Linked DNA regions of Culex pipiens: region 2 is linked to region 1. Evidence: chromatin contacts called from public Hi-C data. All regions are on one chromosome and are shown on one strand. The core of a region is the stretch at or near the end of the contact, and the rest is flanking DNA. Distances in the headings are between cores, read along the strand shown.

What was found. Hi-C and Micro-C count contacts between places; a contact is called where the count stands out from the background.
Region 2: a Hi-C map of whole pupa shows a contact between it and region 1, with 4 times the contacts expected there. The contact joins the promoter of LOC120425017 here to the promoter of LOC120424284 in region 1. A contact is called at or near these places in 3 of 3 Hi-C or Micro-C datasets (embryo, whole body and whole pupa).

The regions. Positions count from the first base shown.
Region 1 is chr2:133,264,082-133,267,504 of TS_CPP_V2, forward strand. LOC120424284 (trimethylguanosine synthase) reads left to right here and starts at 1,659. Exons shown (of 4, transcript XM_039588359.2): 1 at 1,659-1,808; 2 at 1,918-2,273; 3 at 2,341-3,423. The coding sequence starts at 2,060.
Region 2 is chr2:133,407,109-133,410,137 of TS_CPP_V2, forward strand. It overlaps LOC120425017 (serine palmitoyltransferase 1), which reads right to left and starts at 1,298. Exons shown (of 7, transcript XM_039589389.2): 1 at 969-1,298.

The sequences.
Region 1 (3,423 bases), core at 409-2,908:
GAAAAAAACACCAAGTCGGTTTGTCCAAATTCGTTAAACTTCTACGCATAACTGTCCCACCAAGTATTTTCTTACACGGAATCATTAGTTTTACTAAGCATTTTGTCTTGTTTACCTGTTGTATAGTAAGAGAATCACAAATAAGGGTGATAAATTGTTAACTGGGGCGATTATGGAAACATAGGACGAATATTAACCCACGGGACAATTATGCGTAGAAACACAGAAATCGGTCGAAAAATTTCAATCGCGTTTTTCTCAGTTGCACTTTTTTGAACAATTATGCGTAGAACGGCAGTATACAATTCCTAGGAAATGTTTCATTGCTTTATTTTGTTAACTTCTGTCGGTTTCCAACTGTCAGCCGCGCCCTCTTAAGCCTCCTCCAGCGTGCGAGTTCTGTTTACACAGCTTTGTCAGATTTGTCGTTTTTTTGGATTTTAGTTGTCGCAAGGAGATTCTCGTCCCTGATGGAAACCGTAAGCGACTTGCTTGTACGCTTCGAATCAATCCCTTTTGGCCCTTCATACGGCGGTAATGTGGAAATTAACGCCTTTTAATCTGAACTAGTTCTACAGGAAAATTAACTCCTTTTAATCTGAGCCACAGTTCTATCGATAAATTAAAAAGAGAGATGCAAGCCGGTAACATGGAGTGAAACTTCCCCAGCTGTCATGGAAAACTTCACAGAAGCTAGACAGAAACTTTAACTCCATGTTGCACTTTTAATTTCTCGATAGCCCGCTACGGCTACCGCTACGCAGGATTAACCTGGTGGCGCTGGAGGTAAAATCCTGAAATCCTAAAAATCCTAACATCCAAATAGAAAACATCCTATGATGTTTTTTCCTAAAACTGCTATCACAAATGCGAGTCGGGGAATACGTATTTTTGCGATTACAAACTCTTGATCAACTTAATTAGATTTGTGAACTCGACAGTTTGCTTGCTATCGTCCATTTTGTCGTCTGCAACAAACATAACAATTTTCCACTGCTTTTGAAAACTCGAGTTGCGAAATGAATATGGCAGAACTTCACGCGTATCCCCTTGAAACTTTTTTATTGAAACAACTAGTTGATTAACATTTATATCTCATCGAGAAATTAAAAAGAGAGATGTGAGCCGGTAACATGGAGTGAAACTTTCGCAGCTGTCATGGAAAACTTCACAGCAGCTTGACAAAAAAAAATTAACTCCTTGTTGCACTTTTAATTTCTCGATTATAACCATTCGATCGATTCCGGAATTTATCATAGAATCTCGCCCGAAATTAGGGCTAAAATCTGGTACGAATGTGGAGTTTTTTTTTTAGAAAAATCTGCCCATGTAGGGCACACTCAAAGTAAAAAGTATCCTTTTTTCAAGTTCACCCGTCGTCACCCTTTAAAAGGGTATCGAAAATGTACTGAATTTGAAATACCCTTTTAAAAGGGTGACGCCGGGTGAACTTTAAAAAAGGATAGAAAGTATCCCTTTTGAGGATTGAAAGTACCCTTTTGAGGGATACTTCTGATTTTGAGTGCACAGGTCCCCATCAGACACAAGCCCGAAATCCGCTGCCATTTCCAACCGGGCAAGTTTGACTCCAAGTTGCCGGCTCACATCTCACTTTTTATTTTTTCTCGATTGATTTACCCCCCTGGTACACCGCGCTTTCGGTGTAATCTGGTGTAATCGCTGTAATGATCCAATGCCCATTTTTGGTTTTCTTTTTTTCTGTCAACTTTTGCTCAGCTGTCACCAGACAGCAACGACAGCCATCGTTGATTTTCTGCAGTGGAAAATGTTTTCTCCTCCCATGTTTGGTAAATTTCCCTTAAAATCGATTTGAGATTGGAGATTTCGCAATCAAATAATCTTTGTTCGGTTCAGAGTAAGTTGAAGATTGTTCTAACTGTGTGTTTTACCTTGCAGCCAGCGAACGGTGCGCCTGATACATCTCCGCGGAGAAAAAGTGGAATTTTCGAGGAAGTGATTTTTTATTCCTCCTCCCCCGTTTTGATTTCACACTCTCTTGTCCCCCTTGTGAGCGTGCTGCGAGAAGCGATGCTCTAGAATGAGCTCTTCGGAAGCCCACTGGGAACCACTGGCGGAGATTTACCTATCCTATCCGGCAGCTGCGACAACGACAACCGATTCTACTCCGACTGTTTCCGGAACCAGCGCCAAGGAGCAGAAGGAGTGCACCTACTGTTTGTGCAGCCGCGTTTTCATCCGCAACTATTACGATGTTTACGTGTCCACGCTGGAACGTGGCGACCCGCTCAACAGTGAGTGACTTCCGGTTTTTGCGTAACTCTGCGAGATTGATGTGGGTTTTTTGTTTCTTTTTGCAAGGTTCTTCCGGAGTGACTCAGGTTGAAGAGCTGCCGGTGCAGGGGGAGAAGGAGGAGGAGGTGGCGGAGGTTGTTGATGAGATCGAGGACGATGTGTTTAGCGAGGAGCCGCTGAGGAAGCAGCTTAGCTTTGGACGGAGCGTGGTCAAGTGGGACCGCTGCGACGGAACGGCCAGCGATGCGAGCTGTTACTTTAGTGCGAGCGCGTCGCATTCGGACACGAACTACTGTAGCACCGACGACCAGCAGGAAGGTCACATTCTGCACGGTGCCTTGATGGCACAGCACGGGTTGCATTCCAGCGATAGCGGGGCGGACATTTCCGAGAAGAACTTTGAGCCCAAGGTGGAGGGAGGAGAGAAGGAGGACCTGTTTGTGGGGATGCGGGACGCGCTGATGTCGGACGAGGGCGCCAAGATTGCGTCGTTGGTGCACGTCGAGCGGAACAATAGCCTGCCGGAGGTTTTCGGTCGGGAGGATCTGCAAGATGCGTGGGAGTCGCACTGGAACAAGCACGGCGAGTCGATCATCTGGGCGTCGTGGATCGAAAAGTACAGCGATTACATCAACCCGGAGTACCTGGACCACGTTCCGCAGCAGGACACCAACTGTAATTCGCCACATTCCAAGAGTGAAGCCACGCCGGACACCACGTACGACGCGTCCAAGCATTTCTCGTTCGACGCCATGGAGGCGGAAATGGACCCCAAAGCGACCACGGAAATCATCGTCTCGACCTGCTCGCCGCACCCTTCTTCCTGCAACGATGGCTGGAACCCGCTGAACCCAGCCAACGGCACCGCTGACGACATCTGGACCTCGCACCGGTCGGCGGACAACGACGCCCTGCTGAGTCCCCGCTGCGACTCGGTCACCTCGAGCATTCCACTGACGATCGGCACGACGGACTCGATGACGAACGTAACGCGCATGACAATCTCCAGTTACGACTTTGGCGGCAGCAGCTCCAAGATCAGCTCGGAGTCGTCCAACCTGAGCGCGTCCAGCCTGAGCGAGCAAGTCAGCTCGGAAAGCGAAAGCTCCAACAGCTCGGACATGCTAGCCACGGAGTGTCTGGTGGGTG
Region 2 (3,029 bases), core at 48-2,547, 140 kb after region 1:
AACAAAAGAAAGGAAAAAAATGAAAGAATTGAAAGAATGTAAAAAACATCTAATATCTATCGATCTACATTGTTACATCTCGTGGTGGTTGATAAAGTATTGTTTCAATAGTCAACACTTGCTTCTATTGTTCATGTCCGAACATTTCACTTTCTTTTTATCATTCATGTATTTATATTCATATTGTTGTCAAAACCAACGGAGTACAAACTAAGTAATTCTTAACCACAAGTAAGTGAGTAGGCAAGATTCCATTCATTCTCATATCAGGTAATATAAACAAAAATTTCGGGAAATGTCCATTCCGGGAAACGTCCATTCCGGGAAATTTCATTCCGGATAACGTCCATTCCGGATACTGTCCATTCCGGATAACGTCCATTCCGGAAAACGTCCATTCCGGATAATGTCCATTCCGGAAAACGTCCATTCCGGGAAATGGAATTCCGGAAATTGTCATAGAATCGAATTGATCTCAGTTGAAAGGTTCTCCAAATCTCTGAATTGCAAATGTAACATCCTGGAGCAGAACTGTTAAATTCTAATAAAAACACAATTGAATTGAATTGATAGCGACCAACCTTAGGCACTTTCTTCAATAGGTTTGCTCTCTGATTTCTAGATCCGCAGCTCGCGACTCAACACCGTCAAACTTTTTTGATAACGGCTTTGCTGATAAGCTATTGCCGACGTTACGATTCTCAAGAGGAAGTTTGGATGACTGAGCGAGGGATCCCCTGATAAAACTGGGTTGAGTCATCCACGGTTGACCAAAAAGATCGTCAAACATTGCGACTCCCGGAGTGAAGCTCTAAATGTAGCAATTAATGTTAGTAATTGCGCTTTGCTACAATTAGCACAAACTAAATCTTGATCTTGTTGAAAAATTGTCATAAACGCAAGGTCTTCCATGTCGAGTAATGAACCAAATTAGCATGTTCCCGATAATTTGACGATAACATACTTACCAACAGTTACTGTAAGTGCAGTGTGGAATTCCTTTCGCAGTTTAGTCAGGTATTTTCCAACTGCAATTTCTTTCTTTCAATTTTATTGCGCCATCAACACTGCCATAAAACACTCTCTAATAATTATTACGGGGGACTTGCCAAAAAGAAATCCCGTTTTCCGCACCGCGTTCACTTTTCCTCCTCAAAATTTCAATGTTTTTCACTCCACCAAATCGCACCTTTCTACTGGCAGCGCGCAAACAAACAAACTTATATCCAGATTCACGGACACCGGGGACAGCTATCTGAGGGTTCAACTCTAGGGAAACTGATTGGATTTGCACCGGAATTTGGCCGGAAAACACGGGCGCGACGACGACGACGATCCGCCAGCAGGTGCGCGAATTTTACGAATGAACGAGTTTGACATTTGAAACTGTCACGCGGGATTTGTCGGAGTTCAACGAATGGAGAGTATACACTGTCAATCGAAAATATCCAATCTAGATTTTGCCAAAACCGATGTCAGAAATGAGTCATTAGAGCATGTGTCCGGTTTGAGTAAACTTCATTGATATTTTTAGTGCCCGTGCGCGAGGCGAGGGTGGCTACCAGTGCTGAAATGTCAAGGGTCGTGACGGGAAAATCGGCGACGAATTTTCCATCTCCATTCACCGAATCACAAAACCGTGACATAAACAAACCCGGCGCTGTCGTGTGTGCCCTAAGCTCACTAAGCAACTGCACTGCGTGGCAGTAGTGTTTTGTGCTAGGTTTTGTGCCGTCTAGAGAACCATTCAATTGTTTAAAAATAGTCAAAATAGTGTTTTAAGAAGATTCCCCAAGTCCTAGCCCAATTCTGTTATTCGACAGGAATTGAATAAGTGTACCTCTTTTTTCACGTCCCTCATTCTCCAGCAGCCGGCCGGCACGAGTCAGACGACAGTGGTTGGACAGACACAGTAGACTTACAGGCTTACAGTCACGAGCTAGAAGTGAACTGAAATTTTTGTTTGCTTCATGGTGTACACTGGGTTGGAAACTTTTTGCAGGCCTGGTGGCCACTATCCGGATCGTCAGTCAAACCTTCTACAAAACAACTGATCTTTCTGAAACCGGTTTTTCTGTGGCCAATATGGGCAAAGAGCCATTTTGTATTTTCAAATAGCTTTCTCATTGAAACGTATTAAGTTAAGTGCAAATGGCCATTATTACAGGATCTCCTGTAATCATTTTTGAATCCCACGAGTCGCTAGGGAAGTACACGGTCCGCCGCGCCAGTGCCCTGCCGTGGCGCGGTAAGGGCTACATTACTGATGGGGTGCGCCCTGGTGCCCCACAGGCTCCGTTAGCGACTAGGAATTTATTGAACCCCCCTAGCCATGCATCCCTCGACACGGGTCGCGTCACATCTTGGATTCGGGGTTTGGTGGGGTTTTGGGCTGTAGATTGGGGAGTGGTATTTGGGAACGGGATTGGGAAGTGGGGATGGGAAGTGGTTCTCTGTATGGCTTTTTACGAGCTGAAAGCAGAGGACAACATACAACTCAACGTTTCTACTTTTCCCGGGCTTACGACCGGCAGTTCCAGTTCACGATGATTTCCCTTGATGCGTTACAATCACTTATGATTTTAACACGTAATCAGTTAATCAGCGTTTTCTGTCATCACTGGCGAGAGGAATCTACGTGGAATCAGCTGTGCAAACCTCATGTATGACAGGAGTGCAAGTTGAGCGACAACCACGCCGAGGATCTCCTGGGAGGTTCCGAAAGTGGCCAAACCAAAGATCACTCAAATAATATATCCGAAAAGCATGTCCAAGACATTCATGAAGTTTAAGCCGTCGCAAGACGAATTCCGATCGAAATTGAGAATAGGGTCCTAAAATTAAGCTTAGATTGCTGATATTATTGTTTACAGCGATAAAGCTTAATTTTCTGAGTACAATGACCCTTTGTACGACCACAAAGAGATTAAAATGGATTTTACAATCAATTTGGAAAATTTAACCTCGCGGTCCTTCTTGACAGAAAAGTTCCTACTTGACAGCTGGTTCCAAGGGGACTATATAGTTGA